Regions from separate parts of the Drosophila melanogaster genome. Here regions 1 and 2 are each linked to region 3. A link is a contact called in public Hi-C data. All regions are on one chromosome and are shown on one strand. The core of a region is the stretch at or near the end of the contact, and the rest is flanking DNA. Distances in the headings are between cores, read along the strand shown. Region 1 holds the start of Baldspot (baldspot,). Region 2 holds the start of rogdi (rogdi,). Region 3 holds the start of nudC (nudC,).

Region 1 (3,981 bases), core at 441-2,940, 140 kb after region 3:
AGCGAGTTCGATCAGAATCTGCGCGAGGATCCCAGCCAGAATCGTTTGCAGGAGGCTCTGAAGTTGTTCAGAGCCGTGTGGCAGAATCGTTTCCTCGCCTCCGCCGGATTGATCGTGTTCCTCAACAAGTACGACATCATGGAGCGAAAGATTCGGGCCGGCAAGCACATTGTGGACTACTTTCCCGAATACGAGGACTTCTGCAAGAGGCCGCAGCAGGACAATTGCTTTGGCGAGAGTGACTGGACGAAGATGTTCATCAAACAGAAGCTGGTGGATATCACACAGGAGCCGTTCAAGCGACACTCACGGAATCAGGTGGATCTGGGTACCTCGGAAAGGGAGTGCTACTACCACTTCACCGTCGCCACGGATACGCGATGCATCCGTGATGTCTTCTGCGATGTCCAGAAGATGATCCTCTCGGAGAACGTGTCCAGCATGGGCCTATTCTAGTCCAGATCCCGTTGCGGATCGGAGAGCTTCTCAATAAAGTTAAGGGAGGGCTGTCCTCAGGCCCCCACCAACTGTGATCTAGTAGGATATGACTTACATAAGTAGCCATGTAAGACCGTAGATCGTAGTGGCAACCGTATGTTGCACAATGGCTGGTACAACGCTTTAATATATTTAACTGCATTGGGTGTAGAGGAAGAATCCTCATACCGAATGCTCTCACTACTCCTTCAACCAATGTCTAAACTCTAATAGAATATAGCATCTACAATAAACCAAAACACACCCAGACAATTTGAGAATGAGTTTTAAATATTTTTGCACCCAAAGTTTGGGTATTTGGGTCCCATGCAACACAAAGTGTAGCATACTTCAAAGGGCACACACGCTTTGAGCGATCTGATGTTGCCATAGGAAAGGAAAAGAAACCATAGTTGTTTTACTTTTGATCAAAATAGTTTCCCATTCGGAATACACCATTCTACTCTTTATACAAGAATATATAAGCTTCGTATTAAAACATTTTAAAATATAAAAAACATATTGAAAGGCAAAAAGTCATAGTGATCTTTTACAAAATATGCGCTTCTTATTCAAATTAAAAAAAAAGCTTATTCCACTTAAATGCCGTTTATCGATCAGAGCGTTATATTTTGTACGGTCGGTCTTAAATTTAAATGATGGAATCCACATAGTTCTTTACCATCGCTTAACTAATAGCCAAGTTACACACCAATGAGCTGTGGTCCTTACCTAATACCCATTACTCGTAAAGTGATATGGTATTTAAGTTTTGTGTCTACGTATGCAACACGAACAAAGAATCGTTACTTTCAACCAAATCAAAAAGTTAAATAAAGATCGATCATCGTTTTAACTTTTACCAGCTTACGTTCTCCCCAAACATTTTAACGATTCATGTCGGTATAACCATAAAACAAAAATATTCCTGTATAACTCGCGATACTGTTTAATAATTTGGGCATACAAATGCATCTTGCTACGCTTAACCAAAGACACTAGTGGCTTAACTGTTCCTTGCAACATAAGTAAGTTTGACTAGTACCCAATAGGAGTGGAACCAGTGTGCATAGAGCTCCACCCGCACGCAGCTAGATGTGACCGCACGCGAGCCGCAGAAAAATACCGCGATGGCAAAAGTACCAGCGCCATGATTGGTACTAAAATATCTCCTATATATAAGTATAGCGATAAAGCAGCCGAACCGCCAGCTAAACGTTCAGTTCGCTTTGCGCCGGCAAATTCGATAGTTTTTTGAGTTTGCTGAACCGAGTCGCTGGGGCAGAAGTGTGTGACAGCCAGCCGTGTGTGTTGTGATCCAGCCAATTGATACTGCGATAAGAGGCGGCGAGCAAATGTAATTACCTCATAGACATCAGCGTTCGAAAATAGTAACCGTGTTTTCTGTGATATCTGTGTGAGTGCGTGTTCTCGTTGATGTTTTGCGGTGGTTTGGTTTCCTCCTTATTTTGCGCCCCTTTTTTCTCATCCGATGCTGCGAGAGAGAACGAAAGAGAGGAGAGGCAAAAACATATTTCCCAGACATTTGCTGATTTAACCGAGAACTTTATCGATTCAGCAGGAACCAGAATACGAATGGAAAAAATTCGGCAAAGATCGCGTGTTTTTGCGTGAGAGCAAAGTTAGGGCGAGGAGGGGCAGTTTGTTTTTCGGAAACATAAAAACCGCTAGGAGCATCGAAAAAATTTCACTAGAAATTTTTGAAAGCGCTCGCGCAAAAAACCGGATATGTTACTCAAAAAGAAACAACAGAAAAAGCTTCCAAATCAAACCAAAGCGAAGCTTATGGCAAAACGAAATCACCTGTGTGTGCGAGAGTGAGTGAGAGTGCGTAAAAGTGTGAGCGCGTCGAGTGTGTGTATGATTAGTCGCGTGTCTGGCATGCAATTAGGCATTCAAACTAATTTCCCTCCCACCGGCAAGTTGCCCTGTCTCATTTGTATTTTGCTGGGTTTCGCTGTTTGCTTATGCATTCCTTCAAGTTCTTTTAATTCGCACGAGACTTTCGTGGGCAGAGAAAAAGAGGAAGAGAGAGCGCGCCAGACTGGCGCTCTCTGTAAACTACCACAATTACACTTTCCGTTACAGCCACCCCCTCACTCATGTGCTCCCAGAACACTGTGAGAAAAGTGATGTAATAACGGGGTAGCTTACAGGACTCAGAGTGTCCCTGGATTCAGCTATTAGTATTGTGATTTCAAGATATAAAAGTAGAATGTTAAAAAAAACCAAACTCGGAGACTCCAAATGTATTTAATTTGTAGTTTTAGTGTAGTTTTTCGGCTAGAGATTTTGGGGATCTTAAAATTCTCACATTTAAATTAAATATTTAAAATAAAACTCATGCACATTTAACTAAACTTAATTATTAATGTCAAGATTTTACCTCCGATTGACGAGCAATGTTTCTCTTTGTGTATCAAGTTGTTTGTGTATCCATTTAAGCTTCAGCACGAGGTGTGAAAAGTGTGAAAAGCGGAAGAATGTAGATGAAGATAACCACAAAGCGTGCGCCATTCATGAAAGCGTTGCACATCCCTTGCAGAGTGAGCAAGAGCGGGAAGGTGTTTGAAGGGGTGTGAGAGGGAAGAAAGATTGAGTAAGAGAGAGCCATGGACCAACGGTGTTTTTTTTGTTGCCTGGCAAAATCAATGAAATGGATGAATGAGAGGAGGAGTGGTGTGGGACGAAGGGGAAAGGAAGGTCGCCGAGAAATTTATGCGACAAAACGCGGGCTTTTTATGTGCCTGATTGTGTGTGTGTGTGTGTGAGAGAGCGCGTGTGAGTTTTGATAAGGGGGAGTGGTGCGGAATTTTTACTGAATTAAGCTTTAAACATCGTCGTGTAAAATCCCCATTACTTAGGAAACAGATAAGATACTGCAATCAGTAAAAAAAACTAAAAACATTCGACTCGAAGATAAATTGTAGTTTTAATAATTAAAGAATGTTCCCATAAGTTAAAAAATTATATTCAAAGTGTTTTCCTTTTTGTGTGCCTATTTTAAAAGTACGTAATGTATAAAAAAACAAAGTCATACAGAGCAAAATGAGAAAATTTAAACCGTCCTAGTTCATTGGGTACTTTCAGTATATTATTTTATTTATTCAAATAAAACAGCTGTATAGCTCGATGTATATTTAAATTAGTTTTTAATCAGCAGAAGCTAAAACCTATTGTTAATATTAAATTAATATTAATTTAATAAAATCGTTCTGGTGTACGAATAGCTATTTCTAATACGAATAGCTATATTCCTTAACAAAGTTGTACAAGATCTTTGACAAGATAGTTCTGAGTACATTAACTAATCTATCTCTACTTTCTTGTCAATCCACAGCTGCATATAACCCAAGTAACATAGCCACCAACTCAAACACATAAAGCCCACCAAAATGATCAACATGGACATTAGCGTTACGCCCAATTACTCGTACATCTTCGACTTCGAGAACGATTTCATACACCAGCGGACGCGCAAAT
Region 2 (3,567 bases), core at 509-3,008, 240 kb before region 3:
TGCCAGGTGCGCAGCAGGCGCGCAAACAGCGCAAAATCCTACAAAAATACCGCTTTAATACTAAACTGGTCGCCATGGGCGCGTTATTCAAAATTTATTGATCGTCTGTTGAGAACAATTGTTCTAAGCGGATATTGTCATCGAGCTCAAATATTTGGGTTATCATATGCTTCTCTAAGTGCTCACTTACAATCACAATAAACCACAAAGTGCGAAAACAATAATTTCTTAACTAAAGTTCTTAAAAAAACCGCGTTGTTTCGAAATCAAGTTTAAGTCTAATATAAAATTGCTAAAATAGTATTTTTATAAAAACAAAAGCATTCAGTCAACAGCCTTGGGTACACTGCTTGAAGTACTGCTTGGCGTAACAGTGAGCTGTTAGCTTATCGCTGTTATATCATTTAAATGTTGAAAAAGAGCGAAAATTAGCAAAAATTAAACGATGATGACTGAAAGTGCAGTAATAACAAAAAGAATTCCATCATTTAAATTCCTAACAAGATTTATATCTAGCTAAACCACAATATACCCTAATAATACTCCTCCCGTTCACTAATCTCTGCTAACTTCGAAGAGCACTGCTTGCCTGGGCGCCAAATTCAAATGGCAATGCGATAAGCTTAACTTACGTTTTCTCGTGGGCGGGGGCGTGGTGAGCACGGCGGTTTCCGGCACCGTGTTGAGGACATGCTGAGGATATCCGCTGGTGCTCCGCTGGCGATGGAGTGGCTGGAACGACCAGTTGTTCGTGGTACTTCGAGGCGAAAAGAAAACAGATAAACATTCGAGTTAGTTAGTCGCGAATTACACGCGATTTGTTTGCCCATTCGGTTCGGCCAATTGTGCTTTTCGTTATCATGTTTGCGACCGATTTTGGCTTGATTTGATTCAAAGTCAAGTGCTAATTGGTGGGCCCATTGTTGTGACTCACGTCACAGCCAGCTGACGTCGGCGTCTGGTTTCTGCCGCTGGGCTGCAGAATTTTCCCGTATAGCCAGCTAAAAAATAAAAACCCCTTCAAACTCAACTGCAGCGCGTGTCGCCGGCGAACGGGTGGCGTTGGCTTTTGTTTTCAATCATGGCCTTTTGTAATGGCCACGAAAAAAAAGCGCTTATCAAGCGAACTCAAGATACTCGAAGCAGCACTATTCTCACACACAAGCACCAATTTACAAATGGCTTTATCTATCAGGGTCCAATTTTGTTTTATAATTTATTTGATAAGCCAATGTCAAGTGAAATTAAAAGGCCAAGGGAAGGGCAGGGAATGGCATGGTGTCGATGAAAGGTAGGGGCTCCTAAAAAACTTTATGCCATCATAAATTTTTATTGGCATGACCATTGGCTGCGGCTTTGCCGCTTTTAACACGTTCACATTTCGGATTCTCAATTCTTGATTCTTGGCCACAAACACACAAACACACACACACGCACACGCACGGCGAGTAGGCAAATATAAGCCAAAATAAACAACATTTTGTTAATGCTATTATATAAATAACGGTATAGCCAGTGCTTGCTTTCTTTACCTCTGCGCCATTCTGGATAAATATATATATATATATATATTTCTTTATCAATCGCGAACCGCAATATCACGAGACTCAGCGTCGCAGGGCGGATAGCTTACTTCACTTTGGTTAAGTTGGGGTTGCGTTAGGAAGAGCAGCCCCCCAAAAAAAAAAACAAGCGTCGGTAGCGGTACGTAGCAGCGGTACGACGTTCGACGATCGACGCCCAGCGCTCAACTCAGCGGTATAGCATACCATCCAAATGACGAGGCCAATGCTCGTTGTAGTTAACGTTAACGTGGTTAAGACGGAGCTTTCGGCCAGGCAGCTTTCTTTGGCCGGATCGAAGCTACAAGAGGCCAACTCGCTGCTCAGCTGTTGGTAAGAGCATAACATTTACTTGTTAACAAAAATGGGGCATTGAAATGTGGGACACTGCAAAATTGATTAAAAACTTGGGGCTTAGGTGCTTAGAAAATATACTAAACACTATTTAAACGAAATAAATAACAATATGTGGATATATATTAAATTGTAAATATGTTTATAGAAACTGTAGAATAAAATCAATGTAACTTATTCACAAAACTCATACTAGTTACTGAGAAAAAACAATGATGATCTTTAACTTACTTTTTTGTATATGATCATAAGTTCGACTTCTCTATTGTTTAGTATTTTTTTTTTTAAGCTGTCTATACTAATCACTAACTTAACGAACAAATCTATTGCCATAAACTACATTTTCTTAATTAACAAAATTTTTTTATATTTGAAATATAATTATAAAAACTCTTTCACTGGGCGTTTCTTGAGCGCTTGCAGTTTATAAATAGTTGTATTATTTTAACTTGAAATTCAAGTACCATTTATAAAATTCCTTAGCATTAGAAGACAATACAAATCTGCGCTAAAAATAAGCAAACTGTTTGTATTGATTTTATAGCTCACTTGTTTTGCTCAAAAGGTATGTACACTATATATATAATCGAGTATCAAAATTGGCGGTTTTGTTTATCCTTGGGCAGAAGGAAACCCTAATCCGACAACAAAATAATATAAGCAATAATTTGTCGCTGTGAAGAAAGCTAATGACTAATTGGCTAGCCATTAATTTTAAGTTTTGCTGCTCGGCAAAAAGTATAAATAAGTGAAAGTATAAATAACACTCATATAAGGAAAATAAACTCAGAAGTGCTGGGAAATCCTCTATATATTTCAAGACTGATTAAGATTTATGGCATTTCTCCAGTGCTCAAAGTACATTCTATTTGTTCGCATTATCAAAGCGAAATATATGGACGTGTTTGTTTGGCGGCAAAAAATAATCCATAAACAAATGAAAACAAGAGTGAATTGTTTTTTGGTTTTTTTTTTTCATTTTTTTTTTTTGCCATGGCATAACATTTATTTTTTCGCATACACAGTATTCCGTTGCTTCTTTTAGTATAAAAAAGTAGTACAAAAGTTCTATTTCTACTCGTGTTTGGCATTGTCAAACTGAAGTACGTGGATTTGTTTGCTCCGCGAAACAAAAACAAAAAAAATGGTAAAATGGTTGGGGCAAAATGCAAATAAAAAGCGAAACAAGTGTGCAAACAGGAGCAAACAAACGTGTGTCCAACAGGTGTGCGTGTGCGTCTGTGTGTGTGTGTAGAGTGTGCATGTGTGTGTTGTTTTTTTTTTCTGGGAGGGTGGGAAAGTGGGTGGTGTTTTCCAGGGTGGGTTGGCGGTTGGTGGGTGGCAGACGCATTGCGTTTATTTACTCGCCAGTCATCATCTCCATGAATTCTGTAAATTAAACAAAATGACAGACATTAAACCGATGCCATCGCGCCAGAGCAACCGCTATATGCATTTATAAATAAATATTCCATAAACACGAAAACAAAATGTAAATATGTACGTTATTCCGAGAATGAAAAATGCGTGTGGTGGAATCGAATTTGTGTGTCGCGCCCAAAAATAGCCAACGATATGCTCCTCCATGGGAGCGTTGATCACATCAAGCTGTCATAATCGAGCGATCTCAAGATCATCGAAATTTATGATC
Region 3 (3,784 bases), core at 218-2,717:
CTCGCCCATCCCTTTATCCGATCTTTTTTCATTTCCCTCTCGTCGAGAACAGTGACTGCTGAAAGTCTGTGGCTACCGAATGCCGCAAATCGCTCTGCCTAATTGCCGCATCAAAATTAATGACAGCCACTGTGTATCTGTATTTGTGCTTGAGTGTCCTTTATTACACTGAGAAAATATATTGACACCTTAAAAATGTGCTACAGATTATTATTAAACAAAAATCCATTTCACTTATGTATATTTACTGCATCTTAAGGTGAATAAAGTTCTTATTGTCACATTGTATTTTATATTCATGAAAAAAACATTTTTTTCCACCTTCTATTTATAAACGTGGGCGTCGAAGTTTGCCTTACTACGTCACTGCCCCTTGACATTTAAACTTTCTCTCTGCGTGGGTGAGTGTGGGGTGGCAGCTTCCCCAAGTACGCTCTCTCAGCCCGGTTTGCTCTCCTGACATAACGGTTATGCAATCAACGCCGCATTTTGCTATTTTCCCGCACGAAGAAAGGCTTTCACAATTCAATTGCACTTGAATTTAAAGGATAACGTCGTTCTTGCCTTTGTTTTATTACCGCTTAATGTGTGTGTTTTTATGTGCCAGCACTTAAAAAGGATTGTGCAAAACTGAGTGAGCAAATAAAAAGCGTAGACAATGGACTTAAGAAAAGATTGTCAGAGATTTTACCGGAAGTGTGAACCAAGTCTCCTTTTTGCTGCTGAGTGCGTTTAGAGCCCTTTTCGGGCTTATCGCAGATTTGTGAAGATGAAAATGAAAGCTAAACACATTCGTATTCTTATTGAAAAGTCAGCAAAGTAGTCATGCCCCCAAAGCAAATTCCGCATCCCCTTTGAAATTAAATATGTTTTGCGGTCTCGCTTGAAATATGGTGGCGCCGCAAGTTTGGTTTATCGGTTCAGTGAGTTCCCGAACGGAAAACTTTTCAATTGCGTCGCAGCCTCTAAATTAAATCAGTTATATTGATGGTTATTGCCTCCACCAATTATGATAGCATTATATTAATCAGATTACTCTTGATGCCATAACCTTAAAAAATAAAAGTTTTTAAAACCAGTAAAATTTTATTTGTGTCCTAAAAAATACCTTTTCTGTTGTCATTCATTGACTAATTCACTGATCAGCAGTTAAATGTGCAATAGAAACTGCAAGGAACATGTTTTAAAGCTTTTCGAAAACGTCAAAATGTTTTTGACATAAATGTTTGCTTGTTATGTTTTTAAATGAGTTTATTTATTATTAGATTTAAAGCGTCTGTCCAACAATATGCTGAAATCCGTCACAAATTGATTAAGCAAATTCTTGTGAGTATATTTGGCTTCTGTGCTCCTGACTTTTAAACAATTGCGGTTAGAACTGATTGATATTTCATAGGGAGGATTACGTATGCGTAGTTGAGTGGATTGCTGATAAGCACGGTCCCGAGTTCTCTTATGACAAATAGCAAACAGAAGCGACCAGAACTCAATACCCGGTACCCCATCGCTCCCCGCTGCAATTTTCTTGGTTTCCATTTACATAACTCTGTTTATCTAGACATTGCGAGATTGGGGGGGATTGCGAGGGCCTGGCAACGTACCCAAAATGTGCAATCCCATCCCAACCAGATACGGTCATTGGAAACTAATGTAAATTGCGATGTTGCTTGTTTATTGACTGCAAACGATAGTCCCGTCGCAATTAGCGGGCGGTGGTGGGGAGCGGACCGCACCTATGCCATAAATAGCAAGCAGCTGCGATAAATTTCTCCGGACAGACAGAAATTTATGGGGAAAATAAACTGAGCAATTGGAAACTTTTCAATGCTAAATCATAAGAATAAGTGCTTGGTACGTAGTAAAGTCCAAATATTTCTGAAACCATATTTAAAGAAGTTAATTTAATTAAATTTCTTAATATCTGAAATCTAAACATGAATGCCTTTGATGTTTGACAGTAGTGCACGATTATAGAAGCCATGATAATTGACCATCGATTAGCACTTATCATATACAAATTTAACTTGGACCTTCAATGGTTCAAGTTTAATTAGTTACCAAAATATTTTACTTTAGTGTAAGAACGGCCCTTCGATCTATTGATCTTTATCATTTAATCAAAGCTAAAGTGAGTTATCAGCAAATTGACTGATTTTTTGTTATTATAAGGGCTTTCGAACAAGGCTAATTATCAGCTCTAGAGCCCGCTGTGAGTGTAGATAAAAAAGTTCTCATAATTGTAATTACTAATACGTAATTCCGAGGCGCAATAAAAAAACCAACCGCAAGATGCACAGTTGATTCTCTAATTAAACACGCGACCGTCCGATAATGAAAACCAATTGTTGCTATTTTTAAAGCAATTGAGGTGATCCCTTTCGGAATCGGAATCCGCGGCGAAAACTTTGCACAGCTGACTCAAGTGCACAGGTTGGAGGCCATAAAACAACGGGGGTACCAATGAAGTTGGCCCCGACTGCCTGATAAGCGCCCAGCCGGGTCAGATAATGCGCATTTATAGCGGCAATATAACCACCCCCCCAATGGATCCCCCTTTTCAATTTTGGCCTAGGCTATATCGTAAATCGCTGGAAAATAAAGTTTATAGCGTCGGCGGCTACCGGAGTTGGGTTTTCCACCGTTTTTTTTAGATTGTGCAACGGAAGAAAGTTCTTGGGTGGGGCTAATGGTCTTGTCATTGTGTGGGATCCTGGCACCCATTAGGACCGCCTATTGTAATTATCCCACGATAATGGTCCCGTGGCATGCCCCATCACTTAGCGTACTAACCACACGCAACGTTGTCGACGCATAATTTATTTGTTTATTTCTGCGTTCGGGGTTATTGAAACTTGTTGCCTGGTCTTGTTTACATCATAAGTATATAATATCTGCGTTGAATATCTATAGATGTGCGTACTTATCGTAATGCACGGATATCTCTCCTATGTTTGTGGATGTGGGCCACACGCGGCTGTCGCATTTTGGGCTTTGAGCCAATGGAACGCAATGGTGCTGGCTATATCTATGGCTACATATACATATCTCTCCGTATCATCCGGTCGCTCCTCCATTGTGCGATCTATTCTCATCTGGTAGTCTGCAGACTTGTTTGCTATATTCAATTTCGTTTCTTTATTTTTTCTCCTCTTTCCTTCTGTCGAAATGGAAGTGAAAATATTTACGTTGACTTGGGATCGGACTTAAGAACAGGGTGTCTCCACCAATTAGTAGGAAATAATTAAACGAACTAACTGCTCTCTTAGTCGGATGAAATGTCAAAACAATTTGCAAATGCCATTCGACACGTGATCGATAATTCCGCAGGAATTTATGTTCCGACCGTCAGCGGGCTGGTTCTTATGGATACATATATATATCCGTTTTGCCAGCATTATTGTGAACTCTGAAAATAGCCATCTATTGGTCTGACGCACTCGGAAAGTTATGCAATTAGAACGGCGGAAATTTGAAGGAAATTAAATAGGAATATTGATAAGTTGTCAATCCGGATGACAGATATGAAGTTGTGAAAAGGTTTTTAAACCTCTCATAGATTTGAAATCCATTTTTATCCTTGCGTCATGATCAACACATAGTGATTAAGCATTTGTTTTTGCGGTTTTCCATGAGTATCTAATATATCTTTGATGGCTTAACGTGGCTCTTTTGCATATTTTATCTCTTCTATAATAAGAACATACGACTTTACTACAACCTTTGCTTCTGCACACACAAACGCAGATATGCGTTTTATTCAAGTCATGATTATCAAGTTTTATTG

What was found. Hi-C and Micro-C count contacts between places; a contact is called where the count stands out from the background.
Region 1: a Hi-C map of the Kc167 cell line shows a contact between it and region 3, with 6 times the contacts expected there. A contact is called at or near these places in 6 of 107 Hi-C or Micro-C datasets (the Clone 8 cell line, the Kc167 cell line, the S2 cell line and 1 more).
Region 2: a contact with region 3 is called in a Hi-C map of the Kc167 cell line, with 7 times the contacts expected there. A contact is called at or near these places in 7 of 107 Hi-C or Micro-C datasets (the D17-c3 cell line, the Kc167 cell line, the S2 cell line and 2 more).

The regions. Positions count from the first base shown.
Region 1 is chr3L:16,659,324-16,663,304 of dm6, reverse strand. It overlaps Baldspot (baldspot,), which reads left to right and starts at 1,690. Exons shown (of 5, transcript NM_140652.4): 1 at 1,690-1,834; 2 at 3,839-3,981. The coding sequence starts at 3,894. It overlaps Galphaf (G protein alpha subunit f), which reads left to right. Exons shown (of 5, transcript NM_079394.3): 5 at 1-748. The coding sequence ends at 456.
Region 2 is chr3L:17,047,703-17,051,269 of dm6, reverse strand. It overlaps rogdi (rogdi,), which reads right to left and starts at 1,758. Exons shown (of 8, transcript NM_168717.2): 1 at 1,533-1,758; 2 at 633-757. The coding sequence starts at 1,543. It overlaps TpnC73F (Troponin C at 73F), which reads right to left. Exons shown (of 5, transcript NM_001300162.1): 5 at 2,880-3,305. The coding sequence ends at 3,277.
Region 3 is chr3L:16,802,677-16,806,460 of dm6, reverse strand. nudC (nudC,) reads right to left here and starts at 1,467. Exons shown (of 6, transcript NM_001259876.1): 1 at 1,109-1,467. All of the region lies in intron 1 of CG9674, which reads left to right.